Linked DNA regions of Mus musculus: region 2 is linked to region 1. Evidence: chromatin contacts called from public HiChIP or PLAC-seq data. All regions are on one chromosome and are shown on one strand. Each heading gives the region's core, a stretch centred on a gene start, on an enhancer-like site or on the middle of the called end of the contact. The rest is flanking DNA. Distances are from core to core; before and after follow the strand shown. Region 1 holds the start of Ccr7 (chemokine (C-C motif) receptor 7). Region 2 holds the start of Krt24 (keratin 24).

Region 1 (5,900 bases), core at 1,531-4,030:
CCCTCTCCCTTCCCCCACCCCCATTCTCTCCTTCCTTCCCTCATGCCTCAACATGAAAGCTCTCGGCTACTGCTCCCATACCTTGTTTGCCTGCCTGCCTCCTGCCATGCCATCATCCACCATGATGGATGTGAACTCATCCTCTGAAACTGTAAGCAAGCCTACAATTAAATGCTTTCTTATATAAGTTACCTTGGTCTTGCCATCTGTTCACAGGAATAAAAAACTAAATACAACAAATTATACATGCCCCCCCCAAAAACCCTTGTAAATGAATATTTATAGCAACAATACTCATGATAACTAAATAGTAGAAACAATCCAAATAGCCAACTAATAGTAGATAAAACAAATGTGGTATATCCACACAATGGAATATTATTCAGCCACAGAAAGGAGTGGAGAGTTGAAACATACTCCATATAGATGAACCTAATTAAAAGAAGATAGATATGAAGGTAACATTGTGTCTATTTATGTGCATTAATCAACAGAAGCAAATCTACAGAAAGAAAGTAGGTCTGCGGCTCAGAGCAGTTATGTGCACAGGTGGAAAGGACATGGGAATCATCGGAAATAATGGCTGAGGAGATCTGACTAAAAATGATTCAAAGTTTACCGTGGCGAATAAACGCCGTGACTATATAAACACCACAGAAATGTCTACTTTAAAAGAGGAAATGTGGGGACGGGAGAGATGGCGCAACAGTTAAGGACACTTGATGCTCTTGCTGAGGATCCAGGCTCAGTTCCCAGCACCCACACATCAGCTCACAAGGCCTGTAACTCCAGTTCCAGAGGATCTGACGCCGTCTTCTGACCTCCACGGGCTGTAGGCACACAGGTGGTACACAGAAAGGCACTCAGGCAAATGCTCATACACATAAAATAAAAATCAATGAATCGTTTTCAAAGGTGAATTTAGATATGAACTATAGCTAACTAGAGCTGTTGTCTTTTAAAAGAAAGGAAGGAAACACAGATGAATTCCTTTCTTTCAACCTTCCATTACCTGTCAGTATAACCTCATGGCCAATTCTCTCCAGAAGCTAGAGGGAAAGTCGTCCGGGAAATGTAGTCCCTGTATGCAGAGCAGAGCAAGGGTATCAAGTGAGTGCCTAAAGGGTTATGTTGTCATGGCAACTGTTTTAACTATTTATTTATCTTATGTATATGAGTACACTGTCACTCTCTTCAGACACACCAGAAGAGGGCATCGGGTCCCATTACAGATGGTTGTGAGCCAACGCGTGGTTGCTGGGGATTGAACTCAGGACCTCTGGAGGAGCAGTCAGTGCTCTTACCCACTGAGCCATCTCTCCAGCCCCCTGTTTTTAACTAGTTAATACAGAAGAAGGGCTAAGTCATTCTGAGCTCTGTGTCGGGTCCTGTCGCTCACTGAATTGTCTACAATCAGTGGCTAGAGATAAAAAAATTTACAGGTGTCTCTCCTGGAAATGGAACATTTAGATATTTGCTCTAGAACTCAATGGCCACCCACAGTCCCCACATGATCTCTATGCTTGTTTTAAACCCACTCCTTGGACTGGGGAGGTGGCTTAGTAGCTAACAGAGAATTGCCCCACAAACACGAGGAACTGAGTCCAAATCCCAGAACCCTCATAAGCAGCTTGGCAGTAGCATGAGCATTCGTCATCCTAGCAGTCCCCCAAGGAGATGGGAAGCAGAGACAAGAGACCACGCACCCAGAAGGCCAGCTCACCTTAGTATAGAATGGGGCACTCAATAAAGACGTGATACCTGCAACAGAATGGAAGTAGGCTGACACCTGACATTGTCTCTGATCTTCACACGTGCAATGGCATAAAATCCCCACATTCACGCATACGATCGCACACATACACGTGTGTACACACACCATACACACCACACAGGCACAACAATTAAAAATGCCAATAAATATATCAATCAGTTTCCCTGTGGGGGAAAATGGGTGTGGTCACAAAGAATAAAAAAAGTAAAATAAAAATAGGCCAGGCATGGTGGCATATGTCTTTAATACCAGCACTCGGGAGGCAGATGCAGGTAGATCTCCATGGGTTCGAGGCTAGCTAGGTCCACAGAACAAGTTCTAGGACAATCATGGCACTGACAAAAATAAAATAAAATAAAATAAAATAAAATAAAATAAAATAAATAAATAAATAAATAAATAAATAAATAAAATCTCTTCTTGGGGAACCAGTTTGGATAATGACTTAGACTTGATGTCCTCTCGGTTAGTAGAGAAAGCCGAGGGGCTCCAGGCACCCTCATATCTAGCATCTAGGTCCTGTGATGTTTAGCTTAAGTACTAAAAATAAACACTCAAACTTTCACTTCGTGGTTGTGTCACTGAAGCCTTGCTGGCCGGACCGTTCAACAGACCTCACCCTGGCTGCGCAGGTGTATGTCGGGGCTGCCTGGCGGCTGCTGGGACAATAGCCACTGATCAAGTTCATACTGAAAGGGAGACTTTTATTCAAAACCAAGAGAAGGATGCAAGTACACCTCTGACTCCCGAGCCTCAGCCTATCTCACCCCACAGCAGCCACCCAGGCGTGCTTGGCACTCACAGATGTAAGCAGCTCCTCCCTGAGTCTCTACAAGGCACTACTACCAGGGGCTTTCTGAAGGCAAACGACTCAGTGATTCAGGATCCTATGACAGCCGAATGTGGTTATCACATACCTTGTGGCCCAGGAAGACTCTGAGGGGTGGGACAGGAGTGGGAGGGGCTCTGGAACAACTTAAAAGGGGCTCTTACCACTTCCTCCCTGCCAGAGAGGGCTAGCTGGAGAGAGACAAGAACCAAAAGCACAGCCTTCCTGTGTGATTTCTACAGCCCCCAGAGCACCATGGACCCAGGTAAGTAAGCTTTCTCTTAAGAGAAGTCAAAACTTCTGACACAAAGCCAGACTCTAGGGCAATGAACATGCATGGGGGATAGGGGTCATGGGGGGGGGGGGGAGTTTCCAGAGCAATCAGGGCAGTTGGTGTGAACTGGTGGCTGCTTTCAGAGAATGCCATCCCGTTGGATGAGGCATTGGAGAGAGGATGTACCTGCTCTTTCAGACCCAGGGGAAGGAACAGCTGTGGATGCCAAGACAGACACAGGCATAAAGTTGGGTCCTCTCAAGCAGCAGGCAATGAACAGCCTGGTAGACTGACCTTGATGCCTGGATAGAACACGTTCTCAGCTGGTAGGGATGGGTGATGTTCTCTGGCACCTCTGGGGACTAAGAAAATTCTCTTTAGAGAGTTCAGGACACCCTGCTCCCACTCTGGGTCCCTCCTTTCTGTCCTGTTAAACCAGGATTTGAATCTCCTTGCTCACGAGAAGAGTGAAACTGATGGAAACTGTGCTGTGCATAGTGCAATACAAATACTAGCTGCCACCTCTGCCTCTTGTTGTCTCTGCCTGTCATCTGTCTGTCTGTCTCTGTCTGTCTTCCTCCCTCCCTTCCTCCCTCCTACACATCCCAGGTTTTGTGCCTCTTGCAGGTTAAAGGGTGAATGACTAACATAAAATTGAGTGGCCCAGGGGGCACTCCACGTAGAGAAACTGTAGCCAGCACAGCACAGCCCCTAAAACAAAGCCCACACACCACAGCCCTCTCTATAACAAGCTATTCTACCAGGCAAGCCTCAGTGTCTACTATAGCAAAGTGCCAAGGGGAGTCCAGCTCCAGACACCCCAGTTACACATCTTAAATCTCGGCTGCAGAGTCAGACTCGGCTGGGGCTGGAGGGGCCAAGTTCCTAGAGTTCCGCTCACCAGCCTCAAAGCCACAAGGGGTTGACTTTAAAAAGTGAAGGTTCCCTGGTGCTGTCCTCACACCCCCTCCAAGCCACACCACAGCCAGCAGCATCTTTATCTGTCTCTCCTGCCCAGCGTGCATTGCACCCTAGATCTAGATCCAGCTGTGGAAGGTATATAGTGGGGTCCACCTCTGCTGGCTATGAACTCATGGGAAGCAGGATTTTGTTCTTACACCTCTGCCTCTCAGATGTTTTGGGTGTAAGTAAAAAGTGTTGATGGGAGGGAGGGAGAGAGGGATGGAGGAATGGATGGATGGATGGATGGATGGATGGATGGATGGATGGATGGATGTGTGGATGGATGGATGGATAGAATCAGCCTCTCTAAGTATATTTTAGAAAGCAAATATCTATTCCAGCTTCTCCTCCCACCTGCCTGCTTTCTAAGCCTACACCTCAGGTATCTACCTCCACCAGCCATAGTCTCAGAGAACCCACACCATCCACCAAAGATCTTCTCCACCTTCCTAAAATGTGGCTCCCAGAATAGGGAAAGGTTCTAAATTTACAGCATTTGCCAATTTCCATGGTGTAAATTTTACCATCCCAATTGACCTTAGTCGGTCCCATTAAAGGTCTAAATGTTTTGACACAAAAAGGAGACAGACACCTGCCTTCCTTGGCACTTGGGACACTATAGAGTCTCTCCTGAACTAGGTTTGGGGATGCTAAATGCATGGCTTTGATACAGGGGGTGGGGCAAACTCTGGTCCTGGAAGAAGAGATAGTCTTGCTTTTTTACTCAACTTAAGAAGCACCCTAATAGCTAACTCTGAAATGCTGGTGTGAGGGGAAACTGCTTAAGAAGTTTTGCTCAAAACAGGCTCCGGCGCCGTTGGAAGGGCGGGTGGGCCACAAACTATCTGTTTTTCACTCTTTGTCTACCTAGTAGGGACAGGAGGTGGGTGAGAAGGCCTAGGTTTCTGTTATACAAAATGAGAAACTACAAACCAGGGCTGAGCTGGCCTCTTTCATGATTTGAATGAGCAGCCCTGATATACCCTTCCTAACTTCAAGACATGGGACCACAGATCTCAGCACAACATCTCAAAATCAGAGAAGGGGAGGGGGTGACAAATGAACCCATAAGAGACTTGTGTCTCACAGCTCAGCTGTAGATGGCAGTAGAAGAGAATTCAGGGTCATTCTCTTGTGGCCCTCCAGAAACCTGGCTGTGGAGAACACTGGAGCCCAGAGTAGCTAGGAAAAAACGCTCCTCTGTGTGGTATTGTCTTCCAGTCATGTGTCACTCATTGAGAACTTCTTGAATACAGAGTCTGGTGGGGAACGTAACATGTATGTCAACACGCAACACCAACAGTGAGAGACACAGCACTCCTGAGGGGGCATAAGGACAAGATTCAAAAGCAAAAAGCAAGGCTGTGAACACGTGTCCAGAAAGCATGGCAATTGTATTTTGAAGGGTGTGTAGAAGTTGTCAAACCTAATAAAGAAGGGCCAGGTTGTAGCCAGATCTTCAGACTCTACAGCCTTAAGCCAACAAAGTAAATGAGGCATCCGAGTGTCAGGAACGTGACTGGCACACAAGCCTGAGGAACCTGAGCTTGTAGCCTCAGAGTTTAAAAGCTGGCTGTAGCAAGGTACACACGTAATACCTAAGCCTGCTTAGGGAGGCAGGAATAATAAGACTTGCTGGCCAACCAGTCTTCAGAATTGGCAAACTCCAGGTTCCATGAGAGACACTGATGTCAGCCTCTGACCTCTGTATGTGTGCACACCCATACATATATGAGCACACACCTTGAGCTCATAGTCAGTCAGCTCTGGTGAAGGCAATAGAGCAACAAGGAAGGGGGAATGGTGTCAGCTGATGGGAGTCAGGGAAATAGATGTGCCAAGAAACAAGCTAGACTGGGGTGGCCCTTACAGCGCTGTGTGACAGCACCAGGGAATCCATACACCACCCTAAAAAGAATGGGGGCCAGCAAAGGTCCCCCACCCTTTTCCAAATAGATGGGCAGATAGATGAAATGTGTGTTTTGGAAGGAGTAGGGGACAACAGATCCTTGTATCAGGACAGGGGAGGGACCAACATCAAAAGATGTGGAAGATCGAGA
Region 2 (6,155 bases), core at 1,885-4,384, 130 kb before region 1:
AAAGACAAGACTTTCTGACCACGACACGCTTCTACACAGAGAATTGCGCACGCATACACACAGACAAAAACCTTAATTTTGAAAGTCAATTTAAAGGATAAATAAGAAAAATTTAGAAAGGTTGATCAGAGGCAGAACACTGCGCAGCATGTGTAAGTCCCTGAGTATCTGGGTTAGACCCCTAGCATTGGGAATAAAGAAATCAAAGAAGAAAGCAAGGGAGGGAGGGAGGGAAGGAAGAAGGGAGGGAGGGAGGGAGGGAGGGAGGGAAGAAGGGAGGGGAAAAGGGAAACTAGCATTACAAAACATAAAGAAAACTAACACCAAGTCAGCCATTCCATACTTCCTCAGTTAAGACCCAAATGTTCTGATATCCCAAGAAACAACATAATTGAAGGCTTTAAAGCCCTCCAGCCCAGAGGATAGTTACAGAAAAAGCCATAAACACAAAGTGACTATCAGTTTTTTTAATGCTGTCCTCCTGGCCTTTCACAGGAAGCTCTCTGCCCAGGTTCTTCGCCTCCTATGTTCCGTCAGGTTTCTTTCATTTCCCGTTCATTCCCTTTAAAACCTCCTCCGCCCCTGAGTGGAAAGATTCCTAATCTACAGAGGGAGAAAAACGTCCTCATTTGCCAGACCCCGAATTGATCCCCAGAACCCATATTCAAAGCTAGGCATGGCGAGGTAGAGGCAGGGAAGGTCCCTGAGGTTTGCTGGCCAGATGGTCTAGCATGTATGCGCGTGCACGTACACACACATACACATGCACACACACATATACACACACATACACATGCACACACACACACACATACACACACATACACATGCACACACACACATATACACACACACATACACATGCACACACACACACATACACACACATACACATGCACACACACACACACACATACACATGCACACACACACACACACATACACACACACATACACATGCACATACACACACATGCACACACATACACATGCAAATACACACAAATACACACACATACACATACATACACACACATACATACACACAAATACATACATACACATATACACACATGCACACACACATGCACACACATACACATACATACACATACATACACATACACACACACAGTAAAAGTAATTATCACCTAGTTAATAATAAACACACAATAAAATCAGCTTAAGGAAAAAGGTTAGCTAGAGATTAAAGCACGCACATGATTTAAAAGTCCGCCAAGGCAAGGGAGAAAGTTTCAAATATGAAAACCCAGTTACTTGAGTATAAAGCTAAGCACAACTGTGGAAAATGTCACCTATTAAAAAATTGTGATAAAATAAACACATAAAGCTTCCCATCGCCGTCACTTGATGGGTACAGTTCAGCAGGGGCGAGCGCACTCACATTGTCTGAGCAACTGACCTACTGAAGCTTTGCCACACTGAGAGGTCAATCCCTACCAACTCAACAGCAGCGGTCCCACCCCCAAGCCCGCCCAGCCCCTGGTGCAACCCTCCTACTGTGTATGGCTATGAATTTGATTCCTCTGGGTGCTTAATACAAGTGGGATGAAACATGCTTTCACATTTTTTAGTTTAAAAATAAAACCATTTATTTAGTGTGTGTGTGTGTGTGTGTGTGTGTGTGTGTGTGTGTGTGTGTGTGTGTGTGTTGGCATGTGCTCAGGTTGTGGCAAAATGTGAAGGTCAGGTGACAACTTGCAGGAATCAGTCCTCTCCTTCCATGTGGGTCCAAGTATCAAATTAGGGTGGTCAGACTTGACAGCAAGCACCCATACCTACTCAGCCATCTCAGCAGCCCCGTTGCTAGACTTTTTAAACGGCACTTTCAAACCAGAGGAACTAGTAGCCAACACAAAAGGAACTGTCTATACCACAAACAAGAACAATACAAGGCAGAAAACGAACAGGGAAAGTTCCGGAACTGAAGATCCTAAGATAGGATAATCCTAACCATAGCGTGAGTTATCAGAATTAAAGGTCCTCGCTTCTAAATATCCTTTAGACAAAAACAGGAAAACCTAAGCAGAGAGACTGGACAGACTCGACCAAACTCCGTTTCTCCATGTGCAAAATGAACAAACTCCTGTAAAATGACTTCTTTGTATATTAATGGTGGTTTCAAGTTTCTCTTTGCCAGTTGCCTCCAAAACAGAGGCAGGAGCTGTAGGCATCGGTTCCTCTCCATTTCTTAAGACTTGATTCCAAAGAATGAAGCTACCCTGGCTGTAAGACAAGAACACAGGGCTGGAAGTGTAGCTGAGTTGGTGGTGTGCTTGCCTAGCAAGCACAAAGCCCTGGGTTCAGTCCCCAAGCCAGTACAACACTGACTGTGGTGGTGCATGCCTGTGATAACAGCCCTCGGGAACTAGAGGCGAGAGGATGAGAAACGCAAAGGTTCCCTTCCAGCCTAGACTACCCAAGGACTTATCTCGAAGTGGAGCAGAGCAAGGAGGAGCTGAGTTCAATCAGAAAGGAAAGCAGTGGTGGCCTCTCCCTAGTTCCAAGCTGGAACCATCTGAAACCTTGTCCGACCGTCCTCAGTCAGTGTCTGCCTGAATGAGCGTGGCCCTGAGACCCAACAGTCCTCAGTTCGAAGTAGGAGGTTCACACCTCAATTCATCCTGAGTTTCAAAGAAAGCAATAACCAAATCAAAGAGGAGAGAGCTTCATTCAATGCAAAATCCGGGCTGATGATTCCTCCCTTTTACTGTTGATCATAACACAGACCAAAAGATAACCGGTGGGAAGTGTTCCCTGTCACCACACTGAGGGTTTTAATTACACTTGATAATCTGAGGATGTGCTCTGCCATCGGGGAAACCATGGGACAAATAGAATGGAGTTATACTTTCTGAATACTTGGAATTGCCAGTCATCAAAACTTCTCAAGGACAACAGTAATTCTGAAAGAAAAAAAAAATTGGCTCCACCTTATTTTTTTTTTTCTATGTCTGACCTAGCCTCATAAAAAAGAGCCAGTAGAGTAGGTTCGTGGAAAATAAATTATCCAATTAGGGATTAACAAAACTGTAACAGGGATTAGGAAATGCTCAGAGAAAAGGAACACCCTATCGGTGTGTATATAAGGGCCAAAAAGGCAGACTGGAACAGGCCTCTCACTCCACCTTTCCTATCACCGCAGAAGCTCAGTCCTTGAAGGCATCATGTTCTGCTCAGCTCAGAAAGGGTCCTGCTCCTCCCGAGTCTCCTCCTCCGGGGCTGTGGGCAGCAGGGGGTGCACTGGGGGAAGTTCCTTTGGCGGTGGGAGCAGCTGTGGGCTAGGGGGAGGCTCTGCCTGGGGCTTCCAGGGGAGCAGCAACAGCTGGAGCCTGAGTGGGGGATCTAAGGGTAGCATGGGAGGGGGCTTCGGCAGCTGCTCAGTAAGGGGTGGATTCGGAGCAGCCTCTAGCTACGGTGGAGGGTCGGGCTTTGGCGGGAGCTCTGGCTTTGGTGGGGGCTCTGGCTTTGGTGGGGGCTCTGGCTTTGGTGGGGGATCTAGTGGAGGCTTCTCTAGCTATGGAGGTAGTATGGGGTGCGGTCTTGGTGGCGTCAGTGGCTATGATGGGGGCCTTCTCTCTGGAAGCGAAAAGCAAACTATGCAAGACCTCAATGACCGGCTAGCCAACTACCTAGACAAAGTCCGAGCCCTGGAGGAAGCCAACACGGATCTGGAGTGTAAAATCAAGGACTGGTATGGCAAGCATGGGTCTGTAAAAGGTGGGTCTGGAAGAGACTACAGCCAATACTACTCAATCATCGAAGATCTGAAGAAGCAGGTGGGCCTCTGTAGCTCTGCTCCTATGACCTGTATGGCTTTATTCGGGTCATACACCCCGAGGGGATTGTTCTTACGTTTATTTATTTCCTTGTGTGTGAGTGTGTGTCTGCGTGTGTGTATGGAGAAGGGACATGCACGGATGGCATAGCCCAAGAGTGGAAGTCAGAGGGCATCTTATGGGAGCTGGTTCTCTTCTTCTACCGAGTGAGTCCCTGGGTCAAAGTCAGGGCATTAGACATAGCAAGTGTCTATACATGCTAAGGCATCTCCAGGGCCCTGCAAGGAAATTTGAAGTCAATGAATTATTCATGTGTGCGAAATGGGTCCTGCTGTATCTGGATTATGACAGTCCCTCATATGATGTACAATAATAGCGTTCTGTCTGAATCTCAATGTGAGTACGGCATTTGTACAATGCCAGATGGCCAACTGGCAGGCATACATAAGAGCCATGGTACCAAGGGGATAATTAGGGTGACCTAATTATTCATGACTCATTCTGACAGGTTAGAACATTTTTTTGTGTCTTTCTGGATTCATTAGGACGATTTTTTTCTTCCTAGAGAATCTGTGACATGTTGCCTAATGTCATCAAACTAAAAAGAAAAAAAAAATCAGCCACAGGTGTATGGAGAAGTATATTTTTAAGTGAAATTCTGTGTTCACATTGAAACCTTGACTAGGTGAGGAAATGGCCCATCTTCTGATGCTTCTGTCTTCCAGCAGACAGGAGCAAAGGACAGTATTGTATAAAACACTGTCCTGTGTCTACCCCAACAATTATGGAAGCTGTTTCCTATTGCAGAGAGATGTAGTGCTAAGTATCCAAGGGTCTCTGCTAAAGGAATCTGCCAGGGTTAACCCACCTTTAAGAGTTTAATGACCTAGGAGATGTGTACCCTCAGCAGGTGGGCGTCAAAAGCAACTGAGAAAGCACCTTGGGCTTCAATCTTCCTTCTTTCCTAGATCCTTTCAGCCACTTGTGAAAACGCCAGAATGACTCTGCAGATTGACAACGCTAGGCTGGCTGCTGATGACTTCAGAATGAAGTAAGGCCCAGGAAGTACTTGAAAGCAAGAATCACAGGAAATAAAACAGGGTCCAATTGCTGAGGGGGAAAAACCCTTTGGGGGATGGTGACCTAAATAAAACAGGAGAGAGCTTGGTCGGTTTTCTCCTATTTTGCTATTTTGGTTTGGAGTATTTAGAGGTGCTTTGTTTTGTTTTGTTTTGTTTTGTTTTGTTTTGTTTTGTTTGAGACAGATACTGTGTAGCCTAAACAGGAGTCAAACTCACTATGTAACTGAGGCTGGCTTTGAACTCTTCATCTTCTTGCCTCTAGCTGCAGAGTGCTATGTCACAAGAATGCACTTGTATGTCTGTCTCCCAGGAGTAAACGTTAGAGACTATTGCTGGGAGAGAAGGGAAGGGAAAAAGAAGGCAAGAACGGGTGAGAGGAAGGAAGGATGGGATGAGGGTTGAGAACTATTATAAAAATATCGTACATGGCTAGAGCTAATATTAGAAATTATTTTTCTTCATGAGATTAAAAGAAAAAACCTTTAGAGAAATGCCAGCCATTTTCATTTATCAAAATAGTCAGGGGTGGGCGGGGGGGGGGGGTGCAGCTCCAACGATAAGATCACTTGCTAACAAAGGCCAAGGGCCCTGGGTTAGACACAGAAAAAAAAAAAAAATGAGAACCATTGCTCCAAGGTGAAAACTTGTCCCGGGGTTGTGGAAGAGAGATGCTCTGAGACCCGTCCCTCACCTGCCTTCCCGTGACCCACTCCAGGTATGAGCATGAACTCTGCCTTCGAGAGTGCTTGGAGGCCGACATCAATGGCCTGCGCAAAGTGCTGGACGAAATGACCATGACTCGCTGTGACCTGGAGATGCAGATTGAGGGTCTGACTGAGGAGCTGGTCTTCCTGAGGAAGAACCACGAGGAGGTAGGAACCGGCTGTGCAGCCACCGTAGGCATTTTCCACCACATCCAATGGTAACCAGTTCTCCTCCAGGTGTCACAGTTTTAAATGTTCACCTCGACGCCTGCATTAGAAGGTTGTGCCTTTCCGTTCCCATCACTACGGTACATTTTTTGTCCCTTTATGCTAGGAAATGAAGTGTATGCAAGGAAGCTCTGGAGGGGATGTGACAGTAGAAATGAATGCTGCCCCAGGAGTCGACCTGACCAAACTACTGAATGACATGAGGGCTCAGTATGAGGCGATGGCCGAGCAGAACCGCCAGGAAGCTGAGAGACAGTTCAACGAGCGGGTAGGGTGCTGCACCAAGCGTCTAACAGTCAAGCTTAAGCCACCACCTCTGCTCCTGCAGCCTAGGACAACTA

Evidence for each region. HiChIP or PLAC-seq counts read pairs in DNA pulled down with a chosen protein or histone mark.
Region 2: a BATF HiChIP or PLAC-seq map of CD8 T cells shows a contact between it and region 1, with 5 read pairs. The contact joins the promoter of Krt24 here to the promoter of Ccr7 in region 1. A contact is called at or near these places in 13 of 39 promoter capture datasets (the 3T3-L1 cell line, 3T3-L1-derived adipocytes, the C10 cell line and 9 more), 2 of 15 datasets of contacts at CTCF or cohesin (CD8 T cells and large pre-B cells), 1 of 484 Hi-C or Micro-C datasets (palatal mesenchyme), 10 of 115 datasets of contacts at active chromatin or transcription factors (the 230-238 cell line, CD8 T cells, Th17 cells and 6 more) and 1 of 9 other capture datasets (adipose tissue).

Annotation. Positions count from the first base shown.
Region 1 is chr11:99,151,957-99,157,856 of GRCm38.p6, reverse strand. It overlaps Ccr7 (chemokine (C-C motif) receptor 7), which reads left to right and starts at 2,780. Exons shown (of 3, transcript NM_007719.2): 1 at 2,780-2,868. The coding sequence starts at 2,859.
Region 2 is chr11:99,282,241-99,288,395 of GRCm38.p6, reverse strand. Krt24 (keratin 24) reads left to right here and starts at 3,134. Exons shown (of 8, transcript NM_029393.2): 1 at 3,134-3,800; 2 at 4,769-4,851; 3 at 5,598-5,754; 4 at 5,921-6,082. The coding sequence starts at 3,189. The region is part of intron 3 of Gm32385 (a long non-coding RNA gene); the gene reads right to left.